Linked DNA regions of Gossypium hirsutum: region 1 is linked to region 2. Evidence: chromatin contacts called from public Hi-C data. All regions are on one chromosome and are shown on one strand. The core of a region is the stretch at or near the end of the contact, and the rest is flanking DNA. Distances in the headings are between cores, read along the strand shown. Region 1 has its middle 9.7 kb from the start of LOC107901072. Region 2 holds the start of LOC107901073 (protein ELF4-LIKE 3).

What was found. Hi-C and Micro-C count contacts between places; a contact is called where the count stands out from the background.
Region 1: a Hi-C map of leaf shows a contact between it and region 2, with 2.9 times the contacts expected there. The contact joins the enhancer-like site here to the promoter of LOC107901073 in region 2. A contact is called at or near these places in 20 of 34 Hi-C or Micro-C datasets (anther, callus, hypocotyl and 4 more).

What each region holds. Positions count from the first base shown.
Region 1 is chrD06:14,435,974-14,441,848 of Gossypium_hirsutum_v2.1, reverse strand. No RefSeq gene overlaps it. Among protein-coding and RNA genes, the nearest start is that of LOC107901072, 9.7 kb to the left of the region's middle. Within about 2 kb of position 2,953, at least 8 of the 9 cell types and tissues checked have an H3K27ac peak or open chromatin away from gene starts, as enhancers often do. A contact at or near this core is called in hypocotyl, leaf and stem, where this site is marked.
Region 2 is chrD06:14,365,777-14,371,567 of Gossypium_hirsutum_v2.1, reverse strand. LOC107901073 (protein ELF4-LIKE 3) reads left to right here and starts at 2,680. Exons shown (of 2, transcript XM_016826920.2): 1 at 2,680-2,979; 2 at 3,970-4,635. The coding sequence starts at 4,014. The coding sequence ends at 4,379.

The sequences.
Region 1 (5,875 bases), core at 1,704-4,203, 70 kb before region 2:
TCAATGTTAAGCATTCATTTAACCATGGCAAGGCCAATTTAATAGCATTCAACATCAAAACCCTCGAATAATAAAACTAAAATATGTACAATATAATTGAACACCTAAGTACATGTCATGAAGGAGTCATTGCTATATATATACATATTAAAGTGTTATGCTTTTCGAGTCTTGCAATGATGATGTGATCCATAAGAGATGAGTTGAGATCATGATAACGGGGCGTTAAGCAAGCACTAACAATCTACTAGATGTCAGTTTTTTGGTTGGTAAAGGATTCTTAGCAAATATTGAAATGATTAGAAGTAAAATCCGTTGGGAAGGTGATGAAAAAGTGAGGTAAAAAGAAAGGAGGTTTAGGGGTGGTGAATGTTGAGGAATAGAACGTCACTTCTAGCAAAATAGTGGTGGAGATTGGCTAAAGAATCTAAGTTGAGGTGGAGGAGGATTCTGGCATTCATACATGTTGAATCACAAAAAAACTGCAGTAAAAGGAATCCCAAATGTTTACTAACAAATGGAATCAGACTTTGATTGCTCAAAATACGGTGTACTTTGGAAAATGGAAGTACCACAAAAAATACAAGGCTCTCTCTCTGTGGTTGGTGGTGTTAGATAGTATTTACCCTTAAGTTAAAAGGTCCTTATTTATTTGACAGAGGAGTGCAGTGTTGTAACCATCCTCTTTCTTATTATCCCCATTATCTGGCTTGCCTTAAACCCAAATGTTTCTAACCATAATCCTCTACCAATTAGCAATTAGTATTATTGTTCCGCAAGTAGGGCGGCGATTCAAGTTTGAGATTAAAAAATGAGACTATCCTATTCCTACACGTGAAATATAGAAAAAAAAAGAAAAAAGAAAAGGTATTTGTATTTGTATTAACGAAGAGAATCCAGCAGCCTATTTGTTGTACCCATAGTTCAAATGGGGGCACATGACGTGATTTCACCTACTACTCCATTAAGAAAATTCAATTTAGTGTTGTGATACTTTAAACAATTCCCAGCATTTTGTATACTAACCACATTATATTCCATAGATTAAAATGTTTAAAGTCTGGAATAAATATTTTTAGTATAATTCTACATTAATTCATCAACTGAGTTGAATTGTAATTTTATTTTAAATGTGTCAAACTTATAATTTCAGAAATTTTAGAAGGATTAAATAAAGTAATAGTGCAAGTTTTTTTTTTTTTTGAAACAAGTGCAAGTTTATTATTATATTAATTAATTAGGGACTAAAACCAAAAAAAAGAAAAAGAAGAAAATACCATTTAAAGGGGGCACGGCCCTGCCTAACCTTTTGACGCCGTCCCAGCCCGCAAGCAGGTAAATGGACAAATCACTTTCACCTAATAAAGCATCCTCAAGTATTTTGGCTTTTATTATTATTATCGTGAAATTATTCTGACCATTTTACTTTATTTGTTTACTGCCAAAACCCTTTTGTTTTTTAATTTAAAAAGCTTTGCAGCCTTTTAATCTTTTTACTCCTACTCTCACCTCTTTTCCCCCTCCTCCAATCCAAGCTTTGCCCAAATCTCTATTACTCAAAATCTCCTACAATTATTTTTTAGAAATAAAATATATATTTAATTATTTATAAGTAATTTTCTTAATATTAATCTTATTATAAGTTCTTATCATATTTGTTCTTTTTGATACAATGCTTAGAATTACCCATAATTTTTCTACAGCCTTTAAATAGGAGGATAATGCGCTTTAGTATATTTGAACCCGCATTCTCCTACACGGGTAATAATATCAATACTATTTTATAAGTAAATTTAAATCAAAACATTTATTAAACAAATAATAATTCAAAACAATTGCGTTCGAATTTCAAAAATTCATGTTCTAGTCTACCAATCTTAAACTTTATTGCATCACAAATTTGGCTCACTAAATAATGTTTAATTTGTTATATATCGGGTGAGAAAAAAATTATGTAATAAATATATTTATAAAATATTAAATAAATTTTTGATTTGAATAGTAAAATCAAATGTTTAAAATATATTGTCATAAATTCAAATTTTATTATAATTAAATATATTTATTTTAAATAAAAATAAACAAAAACACCACCGTGATAATATAATTTATTTTGTACATACAAAAAAAAATATTTTAATAATTTTCCAACTAAATTCATCATCAATTGATTCTAAAATCAACTTAAGGACATAAATAAATACACAATTCTAAACCTTAAATCATATTACATTTAAGTGCTTAAACCCACAACTTTCAGCTATGGGGTTGTTAAATAAAGGCTTTAAAACGTATGAAAAGCAAGTAAGGTGGTAGTAAATTAGATTTGGATGGTGTATACTCCATACACAATATTAGTTTAACACAAGATGTGTTGGTACAAAGCTCTTAAAGGGAAGATGCAGAGATATCATATGGCAAACATGAATGCCATCAGATAGGCAGAGTCCCAAATTTATTTCATATATTTTTTCAGCAGACTGACGGGCAAAGCATCATGTGCAAGTGCAGAAGATAGAAGGATTGGGTAAGTTCCGTATGGTTTAAATCTTATGTGCGGAAAACACTTTGGATCTTTCCAAAAATTTTTGTTTTCTTTTTTGTTCATTAGGATCTTTACATAATTGGAGTGAAGGGTTTAGGGTTCAGAAAGTAGCTAGTGTACTATGAGTTATGAAAGTACGTTGTTAAGAATCATGCAATGTCACCATCTCAATCTGGGCCGATGATGATTTTTGTCAGTTGGATCCCACTTTTACCGTTCTTTTCTTGTTTTTGCTTTCACTGAGATCTTTCAATCACCGTTTCATTTATTAACCAGTTTCCATTGCTTACAGGAAAAAGGTTTGGGATCCCATCGAGGGGAGCAAACTTTCTTTTTATGTTGAACATTCGGATAATGAATAGAGCAGGCCATTAAAATGTATTGTAAATTATGGACCTTTGTGTGCTTAACCTAGCCCAAATATACTTCTTATTTGTTGCGCACTTAGCCCTAATACAAACTTGGTTGTTACTTTAGCCATGGGCCAATTTCAATTTATGCAGATGTTGCATCCAACTTCAATCCATTTCATCATTGTTTTTTTTTTTATACAATTCCGTATAACCCACAACCCTCTTCAGACCCTTAAAATGAATGCTAGTATGTGCACATATTCTTAATTGTTGCAATAATAATCTAATTAAGCTTCAATCAACTTAATTATTATTGAATTTAATTTTTTAAGCATATAGCGTGAGATAAAGAGTAATTAAAATTTTTAGTTGAACCAATCCGCATTAGTGATAAAATAAAAATAATATAATAATTATTGATAGGATAGTAAAAAAATGTACATAATTGTTATGAAAAAAAGTAGGGAGTAGTTATTTCTTTTAAATGATTTTTTATTTTATTATTATTTTTAAATTTATAAAGGAGTGTTTGGTTGGTCAATTCTTATATTATGACTCGTAATGTTATGGTTTGGAATGTGATTACATTGTTTCGATTCTAAAATTATAATCATTTCATAATCTTGTATTCTCAAGTAGTGTCAAGACGTCATAGAATAAGGTGTAATTTCATTACCACCTATTCTATTAGTAATGTTAGAGCACGGGCATAATATTAAATTTTAGACCAATTTACTGTTTTTAAATTATTTTAATCAATTTATTCCTTTTTTTTCTAAATAAAATTTAAGTCTAATTTAAAAAATCTATTGTTTTTCTTAAGAATGAAGTAGTAGAAGACTATTATATTTACTTTAATAATTTATTTATAAGTATATTAATTATAATTATAATTATATATGAAAAATGAGATGATTATATATGATCTTTTGAATCCTATTGTAATGTATATAAAATTAATGTCATTTAATCTATAAAAAAAATTAACATCAATTAAGATACGAGGAAGAAATAAAGTGATCACAACAGCAATTTTATCATCATCATCATCATCATCATCTCACCAGAACTTGGGCTCAAAGCTGGTTAATATTGTGTTGTTGTAAAATTAAGATAAGAATTAAGGATACAAAGCACATGCACATCATTGTTTAAATTTGTCAGTTTGTTCAATTGCATCCCATTGAGCCCTATTATGTGGGGCTAATCTGCAAGCTGTATATTTAATGATATAATATCTATCACTCTGACAGCGACAACTCTTGGAAACCCTTACAATACCACTTTATCCGCATCTTTGCTTGTATCAAATCGAATCTAACTTATTAAATCAATTATGATTAAAATTATAGCGTTTCAAAGACATACATTTACTTATCGGAAAATAAAATATTTCATTGAAATAAAACTCAGAGATGTGATTAGTCATATAAACTAAAATGTAAAAGCATATAAATGTTGTTGGTTATTGTTTGAGATGATATAATATAAAGATAATGTTAATATTCAATTAGGATTTAGAAATGATAATGTTGTTATTTGTTTCTGCTTATATATTTTTCTATTATGTTTTTACACATATTTTCCCTTCTTTCTATTTTTTTCAAAAATCTTTATCTTTTGAAATTTTCAATGTTGAATATAAATAAGTTGGTTTTTTAACTCAAACCAAATAATGTTTGGTTTAAGTACTTTTAAACTTTTTGACCAACTTAATTTGATGTGAAATTAGAAAGTTGCTCGTTTTATTTATGATGATTTTTTTTAATTCACATGATTTGTAGTTTAATAATTCACTTTAAAATTGTTATATCCTCATTTGACAATATGTGGTATCATGAGAGGATACCTGAGAGACATTTGTGGATGACCTTATGCTTACTTTCCAGCCTACAACACTTGGCATATTCTCCACCTAAGTGCTCAGACAATCCTCTATCACCTAGCTGGTCACTGAGTGACCAACCACCTAGGCATCTCATCTTCTTGGTCACCCACTTTTAGTAAGTATGCACTCTCCTCTAGAGGGGACCACCAAGGGACAACTAAGCTTAACAACCTCATACTACCACATTTAAGAGAATGTTAGAACAGTGCCATGCATGAGGACAATCCATGTACAACAGCCTTGCCACTTGGCTGGCCATGCGATCACTATGCCCCGAATCTTTTGGTGGCGTGGCCTCGCTGAGTACAAGACCTTCTTCCCTATGAGTACCTTGTAGAACGGTGAAGGGGGGGACTGTTCCTTTAATCCTTTTAGCAACCCTAAGAACTCCTCAACATTCAACCTCCTTTGCCATCCAAGCCTCCTCATTACCTACCTCCTTTCTCTGGCTCTTTGCCTGTTTAGGTGAACCGACCTTCCTTGCACCGCCACCTTCTCCTCCTTGTCTCCTCCCTTGTTGGCACTTGTATCAACAAAAATGAAAACATTAAACGTATGTATTTTTGAAATATTTATTTTTTAACAAAATTATGAAATATTGATATTAGATATACAATTATTTAAAAAAAGGTTTCCAATTATATGATATTATGTATTTTAATTTGTAAGGATTTATGGTTATATATGCGCTTTTAATATATAGTTTATAAATAAATTTAAATTTTACAAATAATTTATATTAATATTTAAAATCATTTAATAATTATTGTTGAAACCATTTTTAATTTTGAAAAATAGTGGATCAATTTTGAAAATGAAAATTGGAGTTCGACAGCTTGACGACTCCACTGGGGAATCATTTAGAGAGTCAAGCCATAAAATTGATTGTTTCTTGTCTTATTATCGAAAATTGAAAATTTGATTTGAAAAATTTCGATCCTTTCTTTGCATTTGTTTGTATAATTATTGTTTTATACCTTGGCATCATATTGCATAAAGACTGTAGGTCTTTCCCTTTTAAGTTGGAGTGAGAAATTAGTCCTTCATGAGGTTTTCACATCCGTGCAGGATAGTGGATCACTTCCAGGA
Region 2 (5,791 bases), core at 1,431-3,930:
GTTTTTTTATTATTTTTTTAAGATTATTTTGAATTTTTTATAATTTTTTAAAATAATCAAATTGCTTATTTTCAAAATAGTAATAAATATAGGGGACATTTACTAAGTAGTAAAAATTTAATTCAAATTGAATTATAAAAACTAAATTACTTATTTAAATTTTTTTTAAAAATCCAACAACACAATTGAATTAATTTAATATTTGAATCCTTTTAATTATTTTCTAACCCAACCTCAATTAAATGAATTTAGTTTAAAGTCTCGAGTTTTTCATGAAAGCTAGTCAGTATCGTACCAATGAATGTACCATTTTCCTATTAGTATTAGTACGTATTAGTATTGATATCAGTCTATCTCGATGTATAATTTCAAGTTTATCACAATTTTTTAAAAATATTTTATATATGTATATAAAAAGTGTTTACAAATATCAAATAATGAAGTTAAATAAATCTAAAATATTACTAATCAAAAATAAAATATTGGTTGAAGTGGTAAAGAATTTAAAAAAAAATATTAATGGCATGAGTTCAAATCTCACAATAATTAAATTTTAAGATAAAAATACTTATCAATTATATAAAATATTTTTCATAAGTTTCAAAAATACAACTCATCAGTATCATCGCATACTATGCATCTAATAATTCATAAATCAACAAATTCAAAACAAAAATAGAAAATTTAAATTTAAATTTATTTTTTACAAATAAATAATAAAATTTAAAATATATTTTGAAATTAACATTTTTTTTGGGTATGGATGGATTGGTATATTATATTTTGATTTGTACGGATAAAATCAACCTATACAATCAATATCGATCAAAATTTGTACTAAAATAAAATCTAAAATTTATTATTCCCATTAATACGAATGGTTCCAAAACAGTATCTACTACCAATGATTTCATCTCCACTGTTAAGATTATTATAAAGAAAAAAGTTGAAATACATGTAGGTAAGAAGAGGGAGTAATTGTGGCCAAAAAATATCAGCCTCGGATTTCGTTTCTACACTGTCTCACCCTCATTTTCTCTTTTACCTACAACTCCCTATTGAGGCGTGATCTCCTCCTGTTCTTAATCTTATCAGCTCCTGGCTCGGCAATCACACCCGAACCTCTACATCTCCCCACCTTTAACCAACACGTGTCTTATCTTTGATTCGCTCCAAACAGCTGTTCCCAAGATTTTACTGTGACAGGATTTTAATTTGGATATTGAGTGATGGCTTCTGCTGTTTAGGTGGAATTAGCTTATGCGTCTAGTTTTAGTAATAAATTAAATAGTAAATTATAAAATGGTGATTTTTATTTTTATTTATTTATGTTTAAAATGTTATGTTTTAGTTATTTACGTTATCATTTTGTTACGAAACGGTCACTTTATCGTTAAGTTTCGTTATCTCTCTAACGGTAGTCTTAAGTGGCAATCCAAATAGATTTTAAATGTTTAGTTGCTAATATGAAAATAAGTTTTTAATTAAATAAATTTTATTTAGACTGCCACATAGGATATCTAAGTTGGTATTTAAAACTCAATTAGACTGCCACATAAGACCGCCATTAGGGAGGTAACAGAACTTAACGGTAGAGTGACAACTTCGTAACAAAATAATAGCGTAAGTGACTAAAATGTAATCTAAGACAAACAAAAATGACTATTTTTATAATTTATCTTAAATTAAGAGTCAATTATTTTAAAAAAAAGTATTTGTATTGATTGTATCGGTTTAATTTTGATCACATCATTTGAAATATTATGCATTAACTGATGCATGAATTCATGCTTAAAATATATTAAATTATTCTTTTACCATTTATAGTAATTAATAATTTAATCTGTATTTATAATAAATTCAAAATAGTACATCGAAATAGTATGAAATTGGGTTGAAAAACTATGTACCCATCAATACAATATTAATCATTTTAATCTAATTTTTCATTCTCATCCAACATTAAAAAAAAAAACCAGAGCTAACATGTCCTTCAACACACATCATAAATTTGTGTTGAAGGTAAATAATAATAATAATAATTGTGTATGGAACATGAGTTTTGAAGAAGAAATTAAAAAATAATAATGAATAACAAAGTTGAGATGTTAAGATAAAATTTTGTTTAAATCAAATCGATTATAATTTCACTCATGTTGACTGATTAGTTATTAAATAGCTCAATCTTTTTTAGCAATCCTGTTTGGAAGAAGTAGAGGCTAAGGTTGTAATTTACAAAACAAAAGACCCAAATTAGCAGACAAAGAACACATTTAAACAAACAATAAAACTATAATCATGGTAATTAAAAAGATGGAAAATCAAAAGTGCGTAATTGATAAGATTTCCAGTTTTGGTTTAAAAACATGGTAGTAGTAACATTCTTCACAAAAATCAAAAACTAAATTCATCATTGTCACCAATCCATTTTATTTATTAAAAGCTGAAAATGACATTCAAAATATTCCTTCTGCAATACTAAATAAAAATAATAATCAACATCAAGCTCTTATTTTTATTTTATTTTTTCCAGGAATGTTATAAGATATCTTGGATTGAGGGACCCCCTTCATCGGTAGATTGGGATTTTCCATCAATGTCCATATGCCACGTGGCGACTCATGAACACCAGCTCGAATCACTCATCATGCCCCCGGATCTGAGTATTACACCCAGACACCAATCCAATCCAATCCAATCCAATCCAATCTCATCCCCCACGGTTTTTCTTTTATCCCCTAAACTCTTCTTAATAATTACTTACTATCTCATCATTATTTTAATTTTTATTCCAACAATACTGTACCTTCTACATATAGCAAATATGGAACTAAAAATATTTAAGCTACATATTCCCCCCCCCCTCTCTCTCAAATAATTCATTTTCTTTCTTGCTTCCTCCTGAGTACGGTTTAATCGCCCATCTTTTTTCCTTCATTCAACCTGTGTCTGCTTCCCAGAATATAATGCTCCAACAAGGTACGTGTATATGCAAAAGTAATTACTATATCATTGATGTACTTGAATTTTTATTTATGTCTTCTATAGCAAATGATTTCAAAGAAAATAAAAACATGTAATAATATTTCTATCTTTGTCTTGTGTAGTTAATTTATTGATTTCTTTTTTTCATTTTCAGCTGATGGGTTTTCTTAATTTATTATATTTCTTTGTAAAACACTTGGATCTTACCAAGATAACTTCTTGTTTTTTTATTTAACACTTTTTTTCTTTTTCCTTTTTTTTTTAAATCTTGTTTAGCTGAGTGAGTGATGGGGTTGTATGCTTCTTATTCCTTGAATTTGATGCAAAATCTTTTTTTTCTCTCTTTTTTTCTTAATTTTAATTTACTTTTTATAAATAAATTTAATGTTTTTCTGTATTTGTTTTATATATCTATATATATTTCTCATTGTCATTTTTGCTGTTAAAAAGATTAATAATGCTGTCTCTCTGCAGCATAGTACTAACTATGAGAGTAATCTTATCTGCATCATTGACTAGTTTTCTTTTTTAATAACAAATTTTGGGTGTGTTTGAGATGCTTCCTTGCAACTCCATGTTTTAGTTGGGTATTTTCTGAGTACATTAAAAAAAGTTTCCCTTTTATGGAAATGGATCTGCTTTTTCACATCTCATCATAAGTAATAATAATAGTAAAAAAGATAAACAATAATATCAACTATTATTTTTCATGTTTTGTTTATTGATCTTTCTATGAAAGAACTGAAAGTAGCATGCATGGTGATGGACATGATTTCTACTGCAGGCCTTTGTCTCTTACACCTTAAACAATTCTTGTTTTTTTCTTTTTCTTTTTGCTATATTTAACTATGTATGATTATGGCTATTTTATTAGTAAAAACAATACATCATCGATGTATATTAAGTTTCTAACTACTGCCGTCTCATATATTGTTTCCCTATCATATTCTTTCCTTTCTTTGTTGTAAGTTTTCGATTTGATAGAACTGCGAGTTTCCACAAAGTAAGGCCCAAAAGTAAAAAATAAAATGGAGGGTGACACATTGAGGCTTGGCAATGGTGGTGGTCAGATAGATGGGAAGGTGGTGCAGACATTTCAAAAGAGCTTTGTTCAGGTTCAGAATATATTGGACCAAAATAGGCTGCTAATCAATGAGGTAAACCAGAACCATGAGTCCAAGATCCCTGACAACTTGGGAAGGAATGTTGGTCTGATTAAGGAGCTCAACAACAACATAAGGAGAGTGGTTGACCTTTACGCAGATCTTTCAACTTCCTTCACCAAATCCACGGATATTGCCTCCTCTGAGGGTGGTGACTCCAGTGGTGGTGGTGGTGCTATGAAATATTCAGATGGCAGCAAAGGTGGCCATAAAAGAAACAGGCCAGCTTAAAAGAACAGACTTGGGTTTTATGTTTTCATTAGTGATTCTTTCGCATGCAATTGGTACTCAGATCAGATTCTGTAACTCTACCCCTTTGTATCGGCGTCGGAAAAAGCTTACTGCTCACATTTGTTAGGGAAATTAAATAATCTGGATGGAACTTCTTCTATTGCATTGTAACCCCCCAGCTTGTAAGTTGTAATCATGTAATGTAATAACCCTTGATCTAATTGAAATGAAGCAAGTGGCGGCCTTACTTTCTAAATTTTAACTTTGTTACACTTTCAACTTTTAGTGATAAAAAGAGAGTTAACACCTTTAACTGATAAAAAAGCTGATATCTATAATGGGTGTAAACTGTTTATATATACTCTCAGATTCTTGACCATGAAGGTTCATTAACGATCTACTTTTGGTTGGAAACAAAGTCTCATTATATACCCCTTTAATTGATTCCCTTTCCAACCTCAATCCAAAAGCATATTCTTCCTGGCCTTTTCTAAGAAGCATGTTAGAGTTTTCTTGGGAAGAAGATGGATTGAAGATGGGTTTGGGCTTGTGAGAGCTTAGGACATGCAAGGAAGAACCATGAAGCGTCTCTGATGCTTTAAGTCGGTAAGAGAAAGGTGTTGAGAGCTTAAGAGAATATTTAGCCTGAGTAATGATGATGTCTGTGCTCCCTCCCTCTCTTGCTTTGCTTGGTAGGATGAAAATATAAGATTTCATTTCATAGGTATATTTGTAGGGGAGAAGGAAAAACTAAAAAGAAAATTGTTTTTCTATTTTTGTCATAAACTTGAAAAATGGAAGAAAAAAAATAAAACATTTTAAAATATATAATATTAAATTAAATACACATCTCTCTCATCATTCTAATTTGAAAGAATTAATTTTTATACATTAAAATAAAAAAATACTTTTTTTTTTATTTTCTTTCCTCTCACTTTTTTTCTTAACAAATCATATTAAAAATTCATTTTAATTTCTTTTTCACTCTTCTACTCTCCTCCCAACCCTCTACTTTTTTACTCAAAGCACACTCTTAAAATCATCGTTCTTGAGAGTACACAAGTATCAACGTGTTGAGCATGCGTCATTAGTTAAATGAGATTGTGTCTCTAGTCTCCTTATTAATTGCTGGATTTCGACAACTATCTATTATTATCCATCAATATAATGCCATCTTTGTATTTTTTTGGGATTTAGGGCTTTTAGATCCTTGATTATGAAGTGGTTAGTATAAGAAAGCAAAATTAAGTAGGCATGAAGATACTGTGGTTTTCAATCCCATTCCCCTCTCACATATGATACCAAAGGGTCCATACCCTCTTTTAGTTTCAACCGCTTCCATTTGCTGAGAAATCACTATTTCACATTGCTTTTGTTGAATATACTTTGTGGAGAACTGAAAGGTGCTTGCT